Linked DNA regions of Mus musculus: region 1 is linked to region 2. A link is a contact called in public HiChIP or PLAC-seq data. All regions are on one chromosome and are shown on one strand. Each heading gives the region's core, a stretch centred on a gene start, on an enhancer-like site or on the middle of the called end of the contact. The rest is flanking DNA. Distances are from core to core; before and after follow the strand shown.

Evidence for each region. HiChIP or PLAC-seq counts read pairs in DNA pulled down with a chosen protein or histone mark.
Region 1: an H3K27ac HiChIP or PLAC-seq map of large pre-B cells shows a contact between it and region 2, with 5 times the contacts expected there. The contact joins two enhancer-like sites. A contact is called at or near these places in 4 of 15 datasets of contacts at CTCF or cohesin (the NIH/3T3 cell line, large pre-B cells and pro-B cells), 2 of 484 Hi-C or Micro-C datasets (bone marrow-derived macrophages and nephron progenitors) and 2 of 115 datasets of contacts at active chromatin or transcription factors (T-cell acute lymphoblastic leukemia and large pre-B cells).

What each region holds. Positions count from the first base shown.
Region 1 is chr6:108,715,832-108,720,535 of GRCm38.p6, forward strand. Gm35359 (a long non-coding RNA gene) reads right to left here. Exons shown (of 3, transcript XR_377955.2): 2 at 2,695-2,821; 3 at 1,700-2,097. Among named protein-coding and RNA genes, the nearest start is that of Gm35359, 13 kb to the right of the region's middle. Within about 2 kb of position 1,765, at least 45 of the 459 cell types and tissues checked have an H3K27ac peak or open chromatin away from gene starts, as enhancers often do. A contact at or near this core is called in pro-B cells, where this site is marked.
Region 2 is chr6:108,152,453-108,157,496 of GRCm38.p6, forward strand. Sumf1 (sulfatase modifying factor 1) reads right to left here. Exons shown (of 9, transcript NM_145937.3): 4 at 2,507-2,589; 5 at 661-783. Among named protein-coding and RNA genes, the nearest start is that of Sumf1, 31 kb to the right of the region's middle. Within about 2 kb of position 2,274, at least 28 of the 459 cell types and tissues checked have an H3K27ac peak or open chromatin away from gene starts, as enhancers often do. A contact at or near this core is called in pro-B cells, where this site is marked.

The sequences.
Region 1 (4,704 bases), core at 515-3,014, 560 kb after region 2:
TGCTCAACCTTGGTGTTGTAAGCCTTGGATACAGATCCAAGCCCTGGCGCAGATCAACTCTAATAACATCTCTATGTATGTATGAATGTATGTATGTACGTATGTATGTATATATTTAATGTATATGAGTACACTGTAGCTGTCTTCAGATACACCAGAAGAGGGCATCCACTCTTATTACAGATGGTTGTGAACCACCATATGGTTGCTGGGAATTGAACTCAGGACCTCTGGAAAAGCAGTCAGTGCTCTTAACCACTGAGCTATCTCTCCATCTCATAACACCTCTTTATATTTGTCCTTTTAGTATGTTGCTATGGCTTTGAGACAAGGCCTTGCTGTAGTAGCCCAGGCTGATCTGGAGCGTCTGTCCTCCAGCCTTAGCCTCCCAAGCAAGTAGTAGAATTCCATACCTGCTAAATGGTGTGTGTGTTTTTTTGTATGTGTGTGTGTGTAGGTTTGTTTGTTTGTTTTTTTTTTTTTGAAACAGGATCTTACTACATAGAAGAGGCTGACCTGGAACTATGTGGCATATATATAGTGAATGAGTGTTTTACCTGCATTTATGCATATGTACCATGTACATACCTTGTGCCCATGAAGGTTAGAAGGCATCAGATTCCCTGGAACTGAATTTATTGATAATTGAGCTGCCATGTGGGTGCTAGGAACCAAACCTGGGTCCCTTTCAAGAGCAACTGGTAGTCTTAACTACTGAGCCGTCTCTCCAGCCCCTTAACTCACTGTTTTGAAGATAGGATCTCATCATGTAGTCCAGGCAGTCTTTGAACTCCATATATAGCTGAGGATAACCTTAAACTGTTGATCCTCCTGGCTTCCTGTCCGGAGTATTGGAATTATAAGCATACACCTGCACTGTCAGTTTATGAAAGGATGGGAAGGAAGCCCAGAGTGTGCATGCTGGGTACTCTGTCAACTGAGCTACATCACCAGGATTATATGGCTCTGTTGTTGTTGATTGCTTCCTTCTTCCTTCCCTTCCCTTCCCTTCCCTTCCCTTCCCTTCCCTTCCCTTCCCTTCCCTTCCCTTCCCTTCCCTTCCCTTCCCTTCCCTTCCCTTCCCTTCCCTTCCCTTCCCTTCCCTTCCCTTCCCTCCTTCCTTCCTTCCTTCCTTCCCTCCTTCCTTTCTTCCTTTCTTTCTTTTTCCTTCTTCCTTTCTTTCCCTCCCTCCCTTCCTTCCTTTTCCTCCTCCTCCTCCTCTTCCTCCTCCTTCTCCATCTTCTTTGAGACAAGGTTTCTCTGTGTATCCCTGACAGTCCTGGAACTCATTCTGTACATCAAACTGGCCTTGAACTCAGAGATCCACCGGCCTCCGTCTCCTGAGTTCTGGGATTAAAGAAGAAGTGCACTGCCACTGCCTAGCTCCTGTATGTTTTTAAAAACATGCTAAAACAGACTTTTTTTTCCCCATGGGAATTGGCATTGCAATATTAGGGGCCGATACTCTGGCGAGGAAGTGAGGAGGATCAATAGTTTAAGGTTATCCTCAAGAATGGGTTCGTCCTTTTGGCTTTTGTGATTGGTTTTCACTCTGTAGCCCAGGCTTGCTTTGAACTCTTGGCAATCCCCAGGTTCATTCTCTCAGGTACAACGATTTGAAGTGCAAGGCACCCGTCTTGCTCCTTGTTACCCTTCAGCTGACAATCAACACCTTCTCAGACTCCAACGCTGTGTAGGAGTCTACAGGGGAAAACGTAAGAACAGTGCCTTTGGCAGAGGAAATGCTACCTTGGAGGGAAAGAGGTTGTCATGAGCCCCTGCTGTGTGTTTTAAGAAACGCTCTTTAACTTGAGACTTCCTGTCTCTCCTGAAATTGCACCAGCAGGCTAACTATTCTAGGCATACCACCAGCTGGACATGAGGTCCCATGAGAAACAGTCAGAAGGGATTGAGGAGGTTTACTTGATAGCTGAGCAGCACTTGAAAACCATTTTCAGTATGCAGGCCCGACAGAGGAAAGAGCCCCCAGGGGTCAGGGCCTCCCGGGGGAGCGTCACCAGAGCACCTAAGGAAGTGTCTTCAGAGCAAGGGGAAGTGAACTGGCCTCTGGGCTCTGTCAGGTGGCTGTGGTTCAAGCTAAGGAGAGAAGATCAGGTGTCAAAGGTGTGGTTAAGGTGACTTCTGATGTAGAAAGTAAACTTCAGGGTTTCAGATGGAGGCTGGGGGGGGAGGCGGGGCTCAGGGTCTGTGCAGTGACCCTACAGATTCAAAGACCTTTTCTTCTCTTCCCTTCCCTCCCCCTCCCCTCCTCTTCCCTCCTTCCCTCCCTCCCTCCCTCCCTGCACCCTCCCTCCCTCCCTGCCCCCCCTCCCTCCTTCCCTCCCTCCCTCCCTGCCCCCTCCCTCCCTGCCCCCTCCCTCCCTCCCTCCCTGCCCCCTCCCTCCTTCCTTCCTGGGTTCCTGGAGATCCATAGTCTACTTTTTAAGTGTGTGTGTTGGGGGAGGTTTATTAGGCTCCGGGATTACATGACCTCTTCTGCACTACTGGAGATGGAAGCCAACCTAGCTTCTGTGCACCCTGAGTAGAGCTCTATCTTTGAGTGACACTCCTAGATTCTAGATCATCTTTGGAGATCTTTTTGGACGTCTGGCCTCTAAGCAGGTGACTCAGAATTATCTCTGAGACCTTGCTCAGTTCTCAGAACTCTTCGTTTGGTTAGAAGTGTCAACCTACCTCTAAGCAAGCCAGGACTCAGTTCCTCTGCAGTCCAGCCTCTCTGGACTTCTGACTCTCAGCTTTGGCTTTGCCATGAGTTTCTGTACGTTGCCTTCTGGAACTTGGCAACCAGCATCCCCAGCCACTGGAAAGAGAGTGTATGGCTCTCAGCATCTGTCTATCCATCCCAGGTGAGGATGCAGCCCAGCTGGCTGGCTGGCCACTTATGCTGGATGGGGGCTAGAATTCAGTGATTGGCTCAGAAGAAGGGGTCCCAATGAAGAATCCCTGTTTCTGAATGTTGGTTTTAGTTCAAACATACTGCATGTATTATCTTTGCAAACTGTGGCAAGAATGATGAGAAGAAGGTTTGTATTACCGCTGGACAAATGAGCAATGGAAGCCCAGAGATGCTAATTCACTTTCCCACAGCGGTACAGTCAGACATAAAATCTGGGGCAGGCTGTCTATCTGGACATACCCTTTGAGTTCCTTCCCATCTCTGACAATTAACCTAAAAATGGAGAAGTTGGTGTAGGGTTTAGACAGAATGAAACTAGGCTCTTTACACACCAAGGGTGAGACCAAGGCACAAGTTCTGAGGCTGGTGACAAAGCATGCTGGTTAGGAAGATAAGGAGCCTGAAGCTGAGCCTCACCTTACCTTTGCCACCTGCCAGCCTCCCACCAGGAGGCTCCCAAAGATATCGATACAACTTGGGGATGTTCTGAATTCTCAGAAGATACATCCAACCAACTGTGGCAATCCCAACAGGCTCTCTGGCTACAAATCCCTCCCCTTTGGATATGAACTAGACTCCAAGCCCTGACAACCTCCTCCTTCTGAAGGCGCAGGGAACATTCCAGAAGAGGGAACAGAAACAATGTAAGATCTGGAGCAAGGGGGGAGTTCTGTGAAAGGCTATCTTCCGGCAACCAGACAAGGCTGTTGCACTTATAAACTCTGCAGCTGTACACAAGACCTGTACAAAGGCAGACCAATAACTCACTCAAAACCCCCGCAGGCAGCACTCATTTGGCTAAACAAACAAAGGAAAACACAGAAAGAACATGAAGGTGGGAAGGGGGGATGTTGGGAGAGTAGTGGGGCGGTGGGGAGCTGGGAGTTGATAAGGTCAATATACATTACTTATATGTATGACATTGTCAAAGAAAACATAAAAGATATCCTAATAAAAAGAAAAAGCAGTCTGGCATTGGTAGCCCATGCCTTTAATTCCAGCACTCAGGAGGCAGAGGGAAATGGAACTCTGTGAATTTCACGCCAATCTAGTCTGCAGAGTGAGTTCCAGGACAGCTAGGGCTATACAGAGAAACCTTGTCTTGAAAAATCAAAACAGCAACCAAAAGCAGAAAGAAAAAAAAAAAGAAAGAGACAAGAAACTCATCTGATCAAATTGAGAGAGCTTTAAACCCCAGTAGGCAGTGCATGTGTCAGCTCTTGTGCTCTGCTCTTCACTATGGACGTGCTATGACTAACTGCTTCAAATTCCTGGGGCCTGGACTTTCCTGCAGTGATGGGTACAACCTGGAATAATGAGCGAAATAAATCCCCTTCCTCTTAAAGAGAAACAACCCAAAAGACAAGGCTTCAGAGGCTCATGTGTCGAAGGCCTTGTCAGACCTCAGAAGGGGTCACGATTGAGGGAAGTTAAAAACCACAAAAGCACTAACTGAAGCAGTGAACATAAGGTGTAGAGTTAGAAATGGGTGTCTGGGCACACTCTTTGAGCTACTTTTTTTGTTTTTCTTTTTGTTTTTGTTTTTTTTTTTTTTTTTTTTTTTTTGAGACAGAGTTTCTCTGTATAGCCCTTGCTGCCCTGGAACTCACTTTGTAGACCAGGCTGGCCTCGAACTCAGAAATCCGCCTGCCTCTGCCTCCCAAGTGCTAGGATTAAAGGCATGCACCACCATCGCCCGGCGTCTGTGCACACTCTTAAATGGGATTATTTGTCCCTGACCTCTTCCTGTCTCTCCACTCCCAGGCTGCAGTGAGGTGAGAACCTCT
Region 2 (5,044 bases), core at 1,024-3,523:
TTTCTTTAAAAGATACCCTTGTAAATATAACTTTTAATTGGAACTTTTAGAAATTTTCTTAAAACAACTCATGTCAAGTGTGTAAAACGTCAGTCTCTCCTCAGCACTGAGAAGGCCTGAGATAAATGATATGACTGAAAGAGGCCTTCTAGAGATCGGAGACACAAGGCATCACTCTGGACTTATATGGTAACATGAGCAGGCACTGCGTACCACACTTTGTTTTAAGCCCTGTCTATTTTAAGGAGCTTTTCCTAGAAGATGTGACCCAAACATGAGTTTTCTGTCTCATGGCTGCAGAAGCAGAGAATACCGTGGTTTCAGAAGACAGCCAAAATAAGAAAATGCTAAAAGCAGGGCAGCCTGCCAAGCAGCTCTGAGGAGGGATACATAGGAGCGGGTGTGTGGCCAGCGCTCACTCTGCCACTACAGAGTCCATTTGGTCCCATACCTGGCTTTAGGAACTGTAAAAAGTTTGTGACTCACCCACTAGTGTCACCAAAGCACCTCACAAGGAAGAAGAAAAGCCAGCTGTTATTAATCAACTTCCTGACCACAGCAAGTTCCAGGGAGCCAGGGAGAAGGGAGGAGCAGAGGAAGAAGGTGTAGAAGAGAATGTCAACACACTGCAGGGCAAGGCAAGGCCTTGTGTTTGAGTACCTGTTCTGCAGGCCTCCTCTACAGCTGTATTCCCACTCTGCCTCAGTAGGCAACCTCTTGCCCGCCCATGTGCAGTAGGCAACAGCATCGTTCCAGGAAACATGGAGAACCGGATGATTTGACCTAGAGAGGAACACGCGCAGTTAAAAGAGACAACGGCCTGAACAGAAAGCAGGAGGTAGATTCAGAAAGTGACCACAGTCATGATTTCAAAGCCTAGCTGCGACACACCTGTCCTCTGCAGTGGGGACTTCTGAAGTTTTAGATGCCCAAATGGGTCACAGCCTCTCTGCACTCAAGCATCTCTTCACTTTGTAGCCTTGGAGGCCCACAGATTCCATGGGGATGGCAGGCACAGTGAAGCTCTGCCCCTATTGGCTCAGCTGCGTAGAGTCATCAGCAGAGGCTTCTGGCTCCTTCCGCATTTTGCAAAATGGTTAGGGGCACCTTAGAGCCTCCAGTGACTATCACAGCAGACATGTAAGGCCCACAGAGGCTCAGCTTATAATCTGTACATTCCACAGAGCTCCATGCAAAGTAAACCAGAACTTTGTTGGGCTTACACAGTAGTTTTGGCATCTACTCCCTTACACATCTGTGAGTCCCTAAAAGACATGCCAAACCCTTAGCCTGTTTCCAGACACCTAGCTTTTAACTTTGCATGTTTCTGCTATCCTACTAAGGGTCAGCTAGCACCATCTGCCTCACACTAGCAGCCTTTCCTGAGAGGATGGAGGAAGTCACTGGAGCTGAAATCACCACTCACTTTTAGGTGACCTAGACTGGCCCACCTAACTCCTCATGCAGCTCTGAATTCCTATAGGACATTCATTAATTTACTCCACAAAGGTTCCTGAGTAGCTCTGAGTCTAGGGCATAAATTTAAAAGTATATTCCAGTTTGGGAGTGCAGCTCGGTCATAAAACAGATGGCTATGTGTTCAAGTCTTAGCACCACCAATGAAAATGCAGTCTCCTTTGGGTTTTCCTAACCAACTTTGCACCTGGAAAAGAAGGTAAAATTGAGATCTAGAGAACAAGTCCACCCCAGGTCCTCAAGGATCCTGCAACGTTCTACCTCACCGTCCATTTCTACACAGAGGAAGCCAGTTCAGACCTTAAAAAGTTTTGTATCTATCAAGGGGGTTGTGTCTCTAGAGCTGAAGTTCATATATATATTCCCTGTTCCCTGATTTTAAGGGGAATAACCTTGAATGTAGTTAGAAACAAAGGCCAAAAGCCCTGTCTGAAGAATGGGGTTAGACGAACAGCTTCCTGGCTGTTGGAAGCCAAGTCATAACTGAAACCCCCCTTCGTCCCCAGGGTATAATGTGCATCTCTATTTTTGCTTAAGATAATTACCTCCTTGCCACCCCGGAGACGTACTGCCACTCTGGGTTTTGTTTTGTTTTGTTTTTTGTTTTAGTCAGATTTTGGCTTCTAAGTGTATCAGTCCAGGACTAAAAAGCACATGGCCACCTGATAGGACACAACTAGTATCCATAAGAGTGACAGTCTTCTTTCACATAAAGACACATTCGTGGCTAGACTGTTCTGAGTAAATGTGTCATGACATTTGTGAGAGCCTGTCCAAAGCAAGGCAATCTGTGAGGAGGAACTCTGAAGCCAAATGAAGCAGGAAAGAGTCCGTTTAGTCAAGGCCTTCCGTGAGCAGACCCTGTGACTAGGACTTCATATACATTATTTCCCATCATCTCCTTGCCCTCCCAAGAGTGGCTGATTATACCTGCCATTCATTTTACATATGAAGAGAGCTGCTGAGTTCTGCAAGAGCACAGAAATTTTCATTGGAACAAACCATATCAACAGGGCATGACCAGACTCACCTGTGCAGAATACTGGAGTCCGGACCCTCTGGGTGTCTCCAATTAGCTCCCTTGACAGGCAACCACCATGGAGCAGCTGCAACCTCAAAGCAACCGAAAATAGGCTTCCATCAGCTACTATGACTCCAGAAATACACCGTACTCATACACACAGACAAATAATAAAAATCTCACATAGGGTCATGAGGCCTTTTTGGGTTCTAAAATATGTAACTTTACAGAGTATCAGTGCCATAGACTTACATGTGACCACATAGTCAAACAAGAAACTATTAGTTCATACAAGTCTATTTAAGTGCCACATAGCTACAGGGATTTTCTAAGGCTGTCCTGCCCATTTATCCTCTATAAGCTGTGACAAGTGGTAGATAGGAAGTGAGGTATGTCTCCAACTTAAAAGATGAGGAAACAGTTCATCTTCACGTTAAACATGAGGTTAAAGGTTATCCAAAGTGGCCAGGGATCAAGTGGAACTCAGAAGAAAAACAAGAAACTATGTTTAAAAGATCATGGTTCAATCTGCAGCTCAACAAAATGTCTGACAGACTTTCTGTGAAATAGGATCTCAATCCAGCCTCAACTAACACAGAAACTAGGGGGCCAAATCAGGCAAGACTGTGAAATACTCAGGAAACTGTTACTAGAACCTTAGCCACTTTTGAGGGGCTCTGCTAATCGTGCTCACCAGAGTAATGAGGGTGAGGAGGGAACAGTGACTGGTTAGCACCTAAGGCTTTGATGCCAGTCAAAAGGAGTTTTGAACTATTGCTCTGCTGTTCACAGTATAACCTTCTCCAGGGCTGCTTGTTCATTTGCAGACAGTCACCAACATCCATTACGGTGAAGTCTAACATAAAGGACTTAAGGCTCTGCCCTTAGCAACTTAGGGTAATGACTGATCAAGCAGTAGGGACAAGGAACCAGTCTCACTGAGCATGGCCCTATGACAAGCAGTCACAAGGAGAGCCACAAAAAAATCAATCATTGCTGCTAATACTAAAGAACAGAAACTTGGGAAAGATTCTTCTAACATAGACTGGAGTGGACTCGAGTTTGGCCCGAGGCCAACTGTATTCTCAACACATTGCATCCTTATAAGCTGGTGAGGTGGAGTTGACAGGGACTGTGTCCCTCCTGACAATGACAGCTGTCACTGTGAGCGCCAAGATTACCCTCATCCATTTTTTTCTACATTAACACAATCAAAACATTTAAGATATCTCCACAACAACCTGATGGAAAAAGACTTTTGGTTTAAACACTTCAATAGAAAAGGCATTTTGTCCTTCACCATGACCGACTGCAAGGCATTAGATTTCACAGCACGCAGGAACTGTGAGCATACCCTTCATCTACGGCTAATCTGGTTTGTTCTGTTTGGTGCCAATGACAGGTAATTTGCCCGGTGTCAAGGGAAGATGACTTGAGAAAGCTCAAGTCATCCCACTTCTGGATTGCAGCAAAATAACCATGACTCCACCTGCCCACTCCACTCCACTCCCAGCACAAAGCGCTATCGATGGAAGATTCTAGCTCTTAAATTAAAAAAGAAAAAAACAAAATACATTAAATCTGGATGGTAGATACTGGACCGCCTTCGTTCTTTTTTGTTCTCTCATGATATTTTGTATTTTGAAATATTTCTTCCACGTTTAGCAATGAAAACAAATAGACAATCTGTTTGTATCCATTCTGCCCACTAATGCGCATTTAGACATTTCTAGTTTGGAACCGTAATAAACAGCAGGCTGAATCTTCTTCAAAGAGCTTGTAGCTTTGGGTGATGTCCATGCCTACTCACTCTACATTGTGAAAGACTTCAGTTATCCATATGCCAGTCTTTAGAGGAGACAACAAATGCCAGACGCGAGGCCTTTGGTCCTGTGAAGGCTCTATGCCCCAGTATAGGGGAATGCCAGGGCCAGGAAGTGCAAATGGGTGGGTTCGTGAGCAGCGGGATGGGGAAGGGATAGGGGGAGGAGGTTTTCAGAAGGGAAACCAGGAAAGTAGATAACATTTGAAATGTAAATAAAGAAAATATCTAAAGAAAAAAAAAGGAGGAAGCTCCTCCAGCTCCGCAAGCCTTCAGAGGAGAACACCCACAAAGCTGAGCTCTGCAGAGGAGACCCAAGGGCTGCTGCAGCAGCGGCTCACCGCTCCTTTCACTGTCCCCAGCATTTCACTGAATTCAACCGCCAAGTCCCACTGGGGCAGGATAGAACAACAGGCAAAAATAAAAAGATGTGACAAAGGAAAGCAGCAGCCCTTGTCTTGGAATCTACTTTGCCTTTCTTGCTGAGTCAAAGACAGAAAACAAACAAAAAGTCCACAACTGATATTGCCAAAACTCCCTCTAGGGAGTTCTAAAGATGGCAAACAAAGAAGCTAAAAGCTACAAATGAACTCTGCTTGCCTGGGCCAGAACACCAAAACATTTAGTCTTATCACACTCTCAGTCCTTTCTCATCTCTGCATCGAAAACTGGTAAAACTACCTTACAGCTTTAAAAGAAAAATCTTTAAGAAAAATAAGTAAACC